Regions from separate parts of the Gasterosteus aculeatus genome. Here region 1 is linked to region 2. The links are chromatin contacts, called in public Hi-C maps. All regions are on one chromosome and are shown on one strand. Each heading gives the region's core, a stretch centred on a gene start, on an enhancer-like site or on the middle of the called end of the contact. The rest is flanking DNA. Distances are from core to core; before and after follow the strand shown.

Evidence for each region. A called contact is a pair of places that touch in the nucleus more often than the background predicts.
Region 1: a Hi-C map of skeletal muscle shows a contact between it and region 2, with 14 times the contacts expected there. The contact joins two enhancer-like sites. A contact is called at or near these places in 3 of 6 Hi-C or Micro-C datasets (skeletal muscle and whole body).

What each region holds. Positions count from the first base shown.
Region 1 is chr15:4,387,810-4,394,879 of fGasAcu3.hap1.1, forward strand. kbtbd11 (kelch repeat and BTB (POZ) domain containing 11) reads right to left here. Exons shown (of 2, transcript XM_040199956.2): 1 at 6,649-7,070; 2 at 2,521-6,049. The coding sequence starts at 5,958. The coding sequence ends at 4,087. Among protein-coding and RNA genes, the nearest start is that of kbtbd11, 3.9 kb to the right of the region's middle. Within about 2 kb of position 1,727, at least 9 of the 9 cell types and tissues checked have open chromatin away from gene starts, as enhancers often do.
Region 2 is chr15:4,233,160-4,239,722 of fGasAcu3.hap1.1, forward strand. arid1b (AT-rich interactive domain 1B) reads right to left here. Exons shown (of 21, transcript XM_078089494.1): 14 at 4,142-4,283; 15 at 3,018-3,187; 16 at 2,223-2,355; 17 at 1,977-2,096; 18 at 1,790-1,865; 19 at 701-1,433; 20 at 341-471; 21 at 1-212. Among protein-coding and RNA genes, the nearest start is that of zdhhc14, 11 kb to the left of the region's middle. Within about 2 kb of position 1,337, at least 2 of the 9 cell types and tissues checked have open chromatin away from gene starts, as enhancers often do.

The sequences.
Region 1 (7,070 bases), core at 477-2,976, 160 kb after region 2:
CCATCGAATCCAACGTGTGTTATGACACCCTCATCACCTTACCCAGTGAAAAAAAAATGACAGTGCAGATAAAAAGGTCAAAGACAGTTTTAGATGAGATTCTCACCTCAGTTGATAATAGTCGTATTTTAATGAAATGAAACCACATCTCCTTCACTTGACTGAGCTCTGACATTCAGAAGCAGCATTTTGGTCCCTTCAAACGATGATAAATTGTGTTGATTTACATTACACAAGGTTTTGTCTCTTTACTGCTACTTAGCTAAGTACCATCTTCCAAGTACATTTACGTAAGTTTAAGTTTTTAAATAACTTATGACACATTTATGCACGGTTGGCCTTTTACCATCATGGCAAGATCTGAAATAAATCGATAACTGGTGAATAGAATTGGCTCGGAAGTCACGTATTGCTGGCTAACTAGCTTGCTAGCTTGATTAAACTAAGCTAATGCTAATTACTTATCAGGCGCAGCAGATGTGACATTTAATAAAAAATACAAATAGATGTGCGGCTTTCATTGGTAGGGTTTATGAAACAGGGAGAGAATATATGCGCGATGTATATGTAGGAAACAGCTAAATACTAAATTAATTTAGTCAAGAGGGCATTTAATCGAGAAGCCGGTGAACTGGAGGAGCAGACAAGAGGGTCCAGCCCCAACATCAGGAGACTGTCAATCATTCTGGTTCCATGGCAACAGGCTGAGCGTTTAGTGTGGGTTTGATATTGAGTAACAAAGCTTTCTTCTCAATGTCATGAAGTTATTGGAACGATTAGTATTAGAACACTGGGCTACTAAATTAAAATCATGAATCCAAGCCTGGTAGCTGTATGGCAGTGAGCTCGACACCAGTGTAATTAAAGTACGAGCATCCCCGAATGGAAAATGCTGCAGCCGTGTCCATGTCCATCCTCTACATCGTTCTCATACTGCCCTCCAGTGTTGAAGCGGGTGAACACAGTGGGAGATAGAGCAAGGGGAAACGATAGAACCGACACATGTTCAATATGGCACCTCTGGAATGAACTAAATATTACATTTATGCTCAGATTTTAGACTGTAGTTTGTGGTGGAATTCAATAGGTTACTAAATTAAAGGAGGAATTACATCCTTTATTTGCGCCTTATCTTTATTGTGTAGTTAAACTACTAAAACAACTACGCACTAAAAAGTCTCCTTAATGAGTTGCAATAAAAGATTACTGGGTGTGATTAGTCACGGGGGATCAGTGGTCTGTGGATTACATTGTGCAAGTAACAAAAAAATGTATATATGTGCATATTGACAGTCAATCACATGATTTTTCTTTTTAATATTGTATACTCTTTATGAATTAGGATTTATGAGCAATACTGGCGCAGTTTGAATGTCATGTAAAATAAAATGGGTTGGCTTATTTCATACAAGGTAGGCTGAAATATACCTATGTTGTGAACCTTTTGTTATTTAAAATCGTTACTTAGAGCAACCTTTTTGGAGTCACGTAATGTTCCTCTTTTTTTGTATTTTACACTCGGGAGTTTGGTGGCTACATCCTTACCTGTTCTGGTATTAGTATTAGTTGTACTATTAAAGCAATTATCCATGTTCTATCATGTCACAAATGTTTTTTCCACATAAGTACATCTTACCATGCAGGCATGTTGCGGCCTCATCTCGCTCAGTCAGGTCACACAATGATGACGTCATTGAAGCGTTTGCCCCGCAGAGAATCTTGGGAAATGGAGGAACATTCGATGTGCCATTATCCTGCATTCTCCCTTTGAGCCACAGAGGGCGCTGCTTAGCAGCAGTTAGTGTCCTGCAATAAAAACAGTTCTCTCATTTAATACTTTGATAGATGCAGGGATAGAAAAAAAAGTCAATGTATGTCTGATTCCAACAAAAAAACCTCTTGTAGTTTTTGGATAATAGCACACAACTGACTGACTATACTTGAGTTTATTGTGAGGTTCCATGACATTACTTCTTTTATCTATAAAGCATAAACAAAGATTTGTATTTATATTATTTTTCATGTAGTTCGATATAATAATAATTTTAGAATTGTTTAAAGCGCCATGAGAAAGATCTCTCTATAAAATAATACCACACAATGATCATTTTATCACAACGATAAAAAACATTTGAGAAGATAATTGTAGTCATCTTATTATCTAAAATATTAGGAACAATCTCATACTTGCAATAAATAAAATAATAGACAAAAGTTAAGTCATAAAGCCTAAAAACAGTAAATAAAAATGAAGGTGGTGGATATGGGCATCAATCTGCATTTCATTTTGTCACATATGCAGTACTTTACCTTTCAATTTTTGAAGCATATGACCGGCTTGTAAATGAGAGCTACGAAAAGCTGTGATGAAATCAGATAAGCTTTACAACATGGACATTATAGGAATATCATAAATATGACTGTGCATGTATTAGAATGGCTCTACTTGGCGCAGTTACACTCAGCCTCCACTAGACGGCAGCTTTGTTTCGTTAAAGACATATTCAGAGAAACAGGTCATTTTCAGACACAAATATATTTTTATTTTTAGCACTTAGTTCTGACTGATATACATTATCCAACAGCTAGTTTAGTTGTTAGCCCACTCCATATGCCTTCAACTGGAAGCCTAACATTGCAGCACTTTAACAAATCCATACCAAAAAAGAATCACAAAAATACAGTTTCCAGCCAGCGAAATATTAAAACCACATCCACTTTGTCCTCGTCGCATTGGCGTTCCCAAAAAAATGTATCAAAAGCAAATTTTTCCAGGAGTTTATCACCAGTAACCTCCATTCCAATGTGTTGTTGCAAAGCAAACAAATACTGTGAAAGGCAAAAACCAAACGGTTTGTTTGAGTAACTGTCATGACCCTGACCTCCTTTCTGCACTGTGGGGTTGAACCTGCTGGCACTTGAACGTGAGTCTGTGGCTGTTTCCTTAAACACTTACAGGGAGATAAATACATACAGATATCACCGTTATCTATTCTAAATGTCTTACTTTCCCTCAACATCCCAGAAAGTGCCTGTTAGCAGCAACACAATATCATTCCTCTTAAAAGAAAACACCTATCTTCTTTCTTTTTATGACTCAAATCTGTGGGTTTAATGCACAGAAGATGCAAAAAGTCTTTATCGGTTTTGATTATTTATCTTTGGCAAGCGTGCTAAATGTAGGACCTGTGACACCTGTGAGTAGAATATGAACTATAACCAAAACGGCTTTCACTGATTGCAAAAGTAAATACATTTACTTATGTGTACTTCAGTTTCTAATTACTTGATAGCTGGAATTCCACATGAGCTTAGCCCGATAACAGTTTAACAGATTATAATTTGTTTCCCAGCTCAAATGTGAGAAATGTGTATATTCTCTTATATTATCAAATAATACAGCAAAAATATTTGGGTTTTGGACAGTTGGTTGTATGAAACAAGACAACACTCGAATGCATCTCCTTTGGGTACGGTAAATTAGAAAATGTGTAGTTTCTTGACATTTTGTTTACAAAATAATGAATTGCTTAATCACAAAAAAAATCCTTAGTTCCAGCCTTAAATCGAAGAACTGTTGCTTTCCTTCCAAGTCGTATTCCCATTATAGTAATTATTAAATAGCATTACAGCAGACCCACCTGTCTATTTGGTCTCATTTGCATAGAACCTGCGTTGCATCGTTCAAAGGCGCACTATGCTTCTACAACTTTCAACAAAACGCTTGTCACCAGTCAACTAGTTATTAATCTCTAAATGATATCTATCCGAACTACAAAAACAACCTACAGTCACGGTCATCTACAGTCAGATACAAGTAGCATTGCATTCATTCAACTCTTAAAAAAAAAACATTTTTTCCTTTTAAGGCTTGAGCCTGCAGACACATTAAATCGCCATGCAAATACACACATTCCACCGCAAGCAGGCAAAGAGACACCGAGATAGAAGCTGACATTAAAGAATGTTTATACGCTCTTCTGCTTATTCCAGTTTTGCGATTACGCGGTTATTTTGTTTGTCTGGACACCCCCACACACAGCACACACACACACACACACACACACACACACACACACACACACACTATGTCATTTTCTCAGGCTTTTCAGGCAAAGTGAGAACGAAAGGGAAAAGAAGCCCTTTGGCCTCCAGAGGCGCCCTCAGCGTTTCCTCGACAAAGAAGGCGTTCTCCTCCTCCACCACGAACCGAAGAGTCTGGCTTTTGTTCACGCAGTAGATGCAGTTCCCGATCACGGCGCACCTGAAGGGCAAATGACTCCCGAGCCTCTGCGACGCGCAGTCGTGCCACATCTTCACGATGCTGTTGTACTTCACCACGGTGATCCCGTGCTCGCGGTTGACGTCGAAGCGATAGATGAAGCTTTTGAAGGCCACCATGTCGGAGGACTTCTTCCTGCTGTTGTTGTAGGGGCACTCCTGCCACTCGTCCCGCTTGGCGTCGTACTTCAGGAGGCGGTAGAAGAGGGAGCCCCCCGAGACGTACAGCTCGCCGCCGCAGGTCGTCGCTTCGTGGGCCACCGCGAAGGCTCCCTTGGGCAAGGGGGCCACGGCGGTCCAGCGGTCCATGCGAGGGTCGTACTTTTCCACCGTAAACAAACATTCCCCTCCAATGGCGTACAAGTAGCCGTCCATGGACACCAGCTTGAGCTGGGCGCGAGCTTGCGTCAGGGGTCGCACCTCGGCCCAGCGGTTGGTTACCGGGTTGAAACAGAAGACCTTGTCTGAGACCTTGCCCTTGTCCCCGTAGCCCTTTATCCCCCCGGCCACAAACAGGTAGTTGTACATGGTGCACATCCCGCAGCCTTTGGTGTTGATGTCCTCGGGCATTGCGGTCAAAGGTCTCCAGTCGTTTGCGGTTTCGTTAAAGTGGTAAATCATGTGACTGTCCTCCAAAGAGCCGACCGACAGAGGGCTCTGCGGGCGGCTGCTGCAGCGGCTCGGCGGCCGGCTCCCGACGCGATCGAACACGTCGTTTATCTCCGCCACCATCAGGGTCTGCCTCCCCTCCATTCGCTTCTTCAGGATCAGATCCCGCTCAGATCCGTTGAGGCGGCCGTACGCGGCGGGGTCTTTGAGGACCTGGAGGAAGTTGTCGCTCATGAAGCCGTAGGCGGTCTCCTTCAGTTCGCTGAGTCGCTGCTTTTTGGCGATGGTCAGGATCTCGTAGCAGTTCGCCGCGGTGATCTGTTCGGACATGGAGTCCATGGCCGCCTGGACGGCACAGGGCATCTGGAGGATCTTGGCCCCTGTGATCACTTCCACCACATTGCCCTTGCAAACATTCATCTGAGACGTGTAAACGTAGTCGATTAACGTGGTCAAGGTCTTGTAGCTCAAGCCCTTCACTTTCAAGATGTCCCGTGACAGCCGCGCCTTGAAGTAGTCGCTCTTCTCTGCCAGGACGGCCTTGTGGACGTCGATCTTCTGCCCGCCGACTTCGATGACTAGATCAGGCGGGTTTTGGGAATGCTTATTTACAGCTTCCTGGCTGCTGCCCCTGCGCTCTGGGTTCAACTTTAGAGCTGACCAATCGTTTTCCTGTTTGGCTCGATCAGGTGGGCAAACTGGGGAATCCGGGCTGAAAGACGCTTTTGCTCTGGCGCCATTGTGGACGTCACCGCTTGCGCAGTTTTGTTGCGGGCCTCCGTTACCCTTGGAGACGCCGTACTGATCCGCCCTCGAGACGTACGAGACGGCACCTTTCTGACGGTCCACGTGGTTGTTCTCCATCAGCATTTCATCCAGCAGGTATTCCTTCCCAAACAATGGAGGAGGGCTAAAGTCCTGGTCGTCCACGGGGAACCCTTGGACGTAACTGGAGCATGAATTCCCATCGTCGTCAGAAGGTGTGACGAGGTTGGGGTTCACGGCGTGGAGGATGACGTCGGCCTCCACGGCGATTGCCCCTCCGTCCTGCCCGCGACCCGCGTTCATCCCGACGTACTCACTCGTGAATGAAGACGGCACCTTCAACGATCATGCCGGGCTGATGGACGGGCTTGTGATTGTACTCTGCTCTGTTCACCTATAAAAAGGGGGAAAGGAGGGTGTCAAGGAGGGAATTCAACCAAAGCCAAAAAGAAGGAAAAAACAAATTAGCCACGGATCTGCAAGGGCTTTCTAATTCTCTAAGGGGGCGCCCTTTCTCCAATATCAAACTGCATATGGAAACCTTGAAGTTCAAAGGAAAACCTTTTATCCATGCTGCCATTTCCAGCCACACAGTGTTTCCTAGCGTATCATCAGGTGACTCAAACCAACTGCAGCGGCCTCAACATGCAACGCCAACTTTTGACACAAAGAAACCGAAGCAATTCCAACATGCAGCTCCTTGTAAATGTAAACGAACCGATGCGATCGTCACCCTGCATGCTCATTATGTGTGGCGGTAATCTGGAGGCATCCAGGGCGCACGCGCACATGGTGTTGCGCTGATGGGGATTAATCCCCAGTATGACTGAAAAAAAGAGGCGTCTGTAATCACACAAAAACTCTCGTCAGACGAACGCGGTGAAAACGTCCCAGTGGGTGAGACCCAGCAGGAATTACGTGAACCCGATATTAAATCAAATCGTTCCGCACGATGACAGATCGATGTGCATAGACAGTGCGGGTGGGACCTACCTGCGGCATCGGCACAAAGACGCCGGTCCGGCACAAAGCCCGGTTACGTAAAAGGCGGGCGCGATCCCGATGGAGCGGCCGTGCTGCGCTTACTTCCCCGAGAACAGATCCGGAGTGTCCCGTCCGTTCCCCGATCTCCCCCCTCCTTCTTCTCCTCCACTCCCCTCCTCTCCCCTCTTTGGGTTCAGCGGCGGAGGCGAGGCACGATCAGGGGAGCAGTCATTTCAGGTCGCGCCTCCTCCTGCAGACCGACGCGTCTCCTCCGGTGGAAGCGTGCGGAGAGACGCACCAGCTGACCGCGCCACGGCTGTGCGTTCCGTTGTATGTGTGTGTGTGTGTGTGTGTGTGTGTGTGTGTGTGTGTGTGTGTGTGTGTGTGTGTGTTTTTGTTGTACAGTGCGCTACAGTGAGGCGGTGATCTTT
Region 2 (6,563 bases), core at 87-2,586:
ATCTTTGTGTCTTCTGCCTGAGCTGACTCAGGTTCCGGATGGCCGTTGGAAACCGTCTCCTGGTCAGTGATGATTTCTTCTTCCTGGTTAGCAGCAGGGTCCAAAAGGCTTTTCTGAGCTACTGTCCCCACTTCAAACTCCTCCAGGATGCCAAAGATCTCAATTAGGTAACGGCGAAAGTACTCGACAATCAGCTCGAGGAATCCTGGCAACTGTTCAGACAAAAAAACAAAAAATGTTTGGACTGAATATTTTCACTTTGTAGAATTTTAGAGACCTTTATAGTGCAACAGAACAGTTAAAACTGAAGGATCAGGTTCAGCCAAGCTATTGGTGTTACCTGTGAGAGCGTAAAGGAGCCCACAGTGCTGTCATCGTACAGCAGGATATTAATGGTGTCCAGGGCCCACGTGCTTTCTGCCAGCAGGCCGGACTTCAGAGACATCATCACGCGCCAGGCCTCGGGGGTTCCTGGGGTTAACAACAGAGGTATTTTTGTGATACGTGATAATATGTGACACTCGATTAGATATCATTGTAGTTCTAGACTCAGCTGTTCACCCAAGGCAGATTCTTTAGAGCAATACAATAAATTCACTTTCACTTTCCAAGCTAATTAAACAATCAGCAACGGCTCTATTTTGGCTCCCAACTCTTGAGTCAAAATAGTAATAAATGAAATGACGAGACTTCATCTCACCGGTGTCCTTGGAGGTGAGCTTGCGTCTGGGTTTCAGAATCGGCATGGTGGCCTCCGCCGATCCCGGTGGGTAGTTGAGGTCCCGCCTCAGGTTGGGAGGAAAGTGACCGAGGGGTCCACCTCCCTGCGGGCCCATCATGGCCATTCCGGTCTTGGGCATCTTCATGGGCGACATGAACGGGGCTTTGGGGGACATCCTGGAGTCCATGGAGCGTTGGAAGGCTCCCGGGCTGGCCGCTCTGGACAGGTGGTTGACCATGGATGGAGAGTTGGAGTAAGAAGACGGCTGGCGCGAGGACAGGGGGGGCATGCCGCCCGACGACGACAGGTAGGGAGACTGGCGATGCCACTGCTCCTGCCCCGGCCGCCCGTCCATGTCGTCTCGGGCCATCGGGCCGTAGGCCGCCATCTGCGACGGCGGCCCCTGTCTGTTGGGGTACGGGTAGCCGAGCTCCGTCCTGGAGGGCCACATGTTGGGCCCGTCGGCGGCATGGTTAGGAGTGGGCCCCCCGGCCATCATGGCGTGCTGGCTCTGACCTGAGGGGGCCATGCGTTCGCGGGGGTAGGGGTAAGGGAACTGTCCCTGGACGGGTCTGTGTTCAGGTCCCGAGTACCCACCACCGTAGTGGTTGTACATGTCCGGCTGCTGGTTGGCGTACTGCATGGCATACATGTCGCTCTCGTGTCTCTTGGGCGGGGGGCCATACATACCGTCCATGGGACGCTTGTAGCCCTGCTGGAGCAAAGGGGTGTGAGTCAGTTAAAACACACAGACACGGCTAATTTATTCCCATTATTCCAGTTCCATAGTAACAACAATAAATACATGTATAATGGGAGTAATAACCTTTCCGCCACATCAACAATTGGGAAAGACGAACTGGGGGAAATGTATTACTCAGAATCTGACATGATCATTAAATTATCTGTAGGTAAAATAGTCATAGCTTTAGTACATCTCCTGTTTAACACAGATGAAGCCTTTTAAAGTTTTACTCGTCTGTACTACACTATATTTATTTTGTTCCTTCAATAAATAAAGTCCCAACAAACCATGTGAATATTGCTGTGTTTACATCTCGTTCTCACCTGTTGCTGAGGGTACATCCCGGATGGATGCATTCCATATGGCATGCTGGGATACTGCTGACTGTAGCCATCGTGTCTGAAACGGAACGGAGGGCAGAGGAGGCGAAAGGAAGTCCCAGGTTAAAAGAAATGAAATTCGCAGAGTAACATTTTTTTCGTTCAACAAGTGTACTTGATTGGTGCTGACCTTTGCTGTGAAGGGTATCGACTGGGAGAGTACATGCCGCCCTCGCTGTTCAAAGGTCCCATGTTGTTCTGACTCCCGGGGGGACCCATGTTCCCCTCCATCCCCATGACGTGGTCCGGTCTGAGAATCAAACGACAGCAAAGTCTTCATGCTTCTGACTAAACATCGCTGACAGAACACCCGATGGAGACATATCATGAGACCCTACAGGTTCGCGACCCTCTCCCTCTTGATTTGTGTGCCTACCTCCTGTCGTAGCCCGGCCCATATGGATACTGCGCCCGTTGGCTCATGCTCAAGGCTGACGGGGGTCGACCGTACATCTCCTGCATGCCCCCAGCGGGCATTTGTCCCGGCATGTAGGGATCGGATCCCGCCACTGCGCAGGGTGAAAAAGAAATGGGCTAAACAATAGTCTAACTTTTGGTCTCTTACTGACCACCAGGTGGCAGCGTTCCTCCATGGATCTTCACCACCTCACATGATTAAATCTCTTGTTCTGAGGCGGCAACTGTTGTTATGCAGCTAACATCCACCACATTACTCATTCAGACTCCATCCTCACCAGCCTTTCTACAAACTGCGGTTTGTTCTGAAAACTAAACCACATGAGTTGGTCAAAACAGGTGCTTCCCAGCAGGGTGGGAGGGATGAAAGGTTGAATACGGGGAGGATGAAAAGGATGAACAAAGTTGGGATGAGACAAAGGCCAAGCTACAGGAACATCAGACGAGCTGGCATGTTTTCGATAAAGGGCTTGCGTGCCGTGACGAAAGGGTTCTCATCTCCTTTCATAGTTCCAGAGGTAAAGCACAAACACACAGACACATCTGTCCTGACTAGACGGTGAATTAGACCAACGAGACAAACGAAAGAACAACGGCTTTGAGATACATGAGTCATTTTGACAAAGTGCCACGAAAGTTTTGAATAAAAAAATTAAAGTTGACAATGCAAAATAGTTTCGGCGGCCCGAAAAACAGTTTATTTACATACGTTTGAACATCTTCTGTGAAATTGGGGAAACGGGGTCTCACTCACTCTTCCTCATCCCGGCGAAGGGGTCCTTGGCGTCGTACTGCATCCTCATCATCATGTCAGGCATGCTGAGGCCCTGCTGGTAAGGAGCCGAGGGGGGCAGGGGGGCGGCGCGCTTCTGGAAGGCCGGGTCGCTCACCTCCGAGAAGGGGTCCTGCACGCTCACACTGCTCCTGGACGAGGCAGGGAGGGAGCGAGAGAGAGGGAGAGAGAGAGAGGGGGAGGGAGGGAGAGAGGGGAAGATCAAAGCTGTGTGAGAGAGGAGCAGCGCACAGAAAACATCAACATGATGTGTGCCGGGAAGGAGCTCTGTGCTCTTATTTTGGAGGGACTTTCCTTTTTTTAAATTGTTGATGGCTGCTTCATTTTTATAAAAAAATTCTTTATATATTAAATAGAAAATGCACTTATTAAATGTAAAATTACTCCTCGTATAATAATATATTACCGGAATATTATAAAAGATACATTACTGTCGATCTGTATGCAGGACTTTATGTTGTAGTCGGTTAAAATAAATCTTTATACTCTGTTAGAGCAAGTTAATTTTTAATGAGTTCGTATGTAAAAACTTGATCTTAAAAGTAAGTAGTAAGTCCAATATATGTTGTGGAGTAAAAAGCATAAAATAGCATATAACATAACCTCAAAACAAGTACTTGACCAAATTTAAGTAGTAACCTTTCATCCTGTTATTTAAAATGATATAATTTAACATTTACACACACATAATATCACAAATACAGCTAGAACATTGAATTTTTATCAGGATGACTTTTACATAATAAGTGAATACCATACAGGCAGCATCCAAACATTATGTACATTTATTTTTCAATCTTACCTACATCGCCTAAAAATAATGCTAATGCTAATGCTAAAATAATGCTAATAATGCTAATGCTAATGTTCCTGTGAGATCCCGCTTCACTAAACCACAGTTGTTCCCAATTCATACTATCAACAGACAACCATCTTGTCCAATGACACAATATCAGGCTGCAATTAGATTGGACCAAATTGATGGTAGAAAAGAACCGAGTGCTATTACTGTAGCAGGTACACAAGTAAGCAGCCTCCCGGTGCTGCGGCAGTGCTGTTCGTAGTGCAGGATGTCCGTGTGCTACCTGTTGGGGGGCAGCGAGGTGACCTGTCCCAGGGGGGTGGTGGCAGGTGTGGGAGGTTTCAGGTCTCCGACCGCCTCGGCTGTGGAGCTGCTGCCAGAGGACTGTGGCGTCTGTGGGCCTTGGAGGGAGCCGCCCGAATTCGCTACAAGACACAAGTGTTTTACCTTTTTTATTTCTTTATTCTCATCACAATTGGAGGATTCGCAGAATCTGCAGTGGAAACTGTTAGAAATTCACACCGCGGGGCTCAGATAGGATGGTGAAGGCGGTTTGAGTCAGAGCGGCAGCGAGGCCCTGTGTTAGAGAGACAACTTTGGACTTAAAGCCAAAGCACTGACAGCGCTTCCCTCTACGAGACCTGAGCTCAAGCAAACGGAACCCACAGGACGGCGGCGAAGACGGGTGAGGAAAGACCGTTTCAGAAGGAGGGATGGGGGGGATTCGTCCGGGGGGGGTTTCCACCGCAGGGCGGTCGCAGCGCGACTCTTTCCTTGCAAGTGTTTTGAAGATGGTTTCTCTGTAAAAGGCCGTGCAAACTAAGGAAAGGAGCTCCAAACCTCCTTTTAGAATAAAACTCTCCTCTCACACAGAAATTCCAACTAGGTTATTGTGCCCTCTTATCACGACACCCCATTTCTGCACATTCTTTCAGTTCAGATGACTAGAAAATTAGGAGAGTTCCACGCTACAAGAGACCAACACACAAAGAACCATACACCAGATAAAACCAAGGGATACTAATTCCCAGAAGCAGGTGTAATAGAATATGTGGACCGCGCTGGCTTAAAGATGACAAAGACGCCGGAAGAGAGACTATGAAAGTATCCTAATGAGCGTTTAGCGTCAGAAGACTTTCTCTGGAACAGCCTCGGTGGCCTTTCCCTGCACCGCACGTTTCCACGGGAGGAAAAAAAGAAAGACTTAAGCTTTAAAAATTCATGCTCATTCTGAATAATTCAATAATACCCCCATGACTCTACATCATAGGAGATGCAGAGAAGAAGAGAGAGACAGGAGAGAGAGAGAGGGGGGGGGGGGGGGGGGTTGTGCCACGATGATGAGTAGGCGCAGAAGAGAGGGTGAGGAAGAGGGCAGTGAGCATGAGGGATTCTTCACTTCCTGGGATATGGGTGCTTCAGAGGAACACACACACACACACACACACACACACACACACACACACACACACACACACAGGGAACAGTGCAGGCATCGGTGGGGTTAGTGAGGGTTAAGAGGTTTAGCATTCCTCAAGAGCATGAGTGAAGACAGACGGATACATAATACCAATCAGTGGGGTTACAAAGATGGAGGAGGGGGGCTGAACTCGACTGCCCTCTGCTCCACATTTAGAGGGAGAGAAGGATGACAGGGGAGGCGACGAGGAAAAAACAGTGCGGTGTGTGTGTGTGTGTGTGTTGACGAGAGGCGGCGTGCGTGTCAGTGGGTGACATAATCCAGAAGGATTTGGGTGGGCGGGGGTGGTGCGGCTGCTGGGGGGGTGGGGGGGGGGAGTCAGTCAGCCGGGCCGCTTTTGTGAATGAAAGGTGACGGCGAGGTCGGGTTTGTTTACATGCCACATTCCAGTCCTCATTAATCACCCCCCCACCCCCCCCTCCACCACCACAACTACACACACACAACAGCCTCTCCAACCCAGCACCCTGCTGGACAAGCCCCCTCAGTGACATCACCGGGCTGTCAGGGTATAAGAGCTGTCATGGTGTCAGAATTACATGTCGTTGTAATAATGAGTCATTTCTGTGTTAAAGGCAAATACCTAAACTAGCTAAACGTTTTCATCTTTCAACAAATTTCTTAAAATCCTGTTTTGTTGCTCCCCACACTTTCAAATGAAATGATTGCTTATTGCAACTTGGGTCTGGTAATATTCTACGGAGCGTTCGGACAATCAAACAGGTTGTAAGTTAATATTTGCCATATGTTGAATATTTCCTGTATTTATGACACTTTCCATGAACAAAGTTTGATTTAAAAAATGGCACAGCAGAACATGTATCTTTTATTTTAACCTTATTCTTTCATATTCGTAAATCATTTTTATTAGAAGAACAGGTCCCCATAATAATATACTTTCATCAGTTACCTTGGTGAGTTTAAAGGGAAGAACTTTGAAATTACCCTTCAAAATGACTGTGTTTCCGGCCCACTAGCACATGTAGAACACTACTTACATTCCTGTCTTCCATCAGGTGAGCGAAACTAGCTGTAGAGGTTCAAATCTCACGAGAATTCTGATATGAAAATTATGCAGCAGACCCCACTTCAATCAAGTCCTGCCGCATAAGCACTTTACATTTTCAACGCGGCGTATCCAACAGGCCGTCCGAACAGCCACAGCGTTGACCTTTCTACATTTCACAATACGGACGCTATCTCTGATTATGTGTACCGTGGTCCC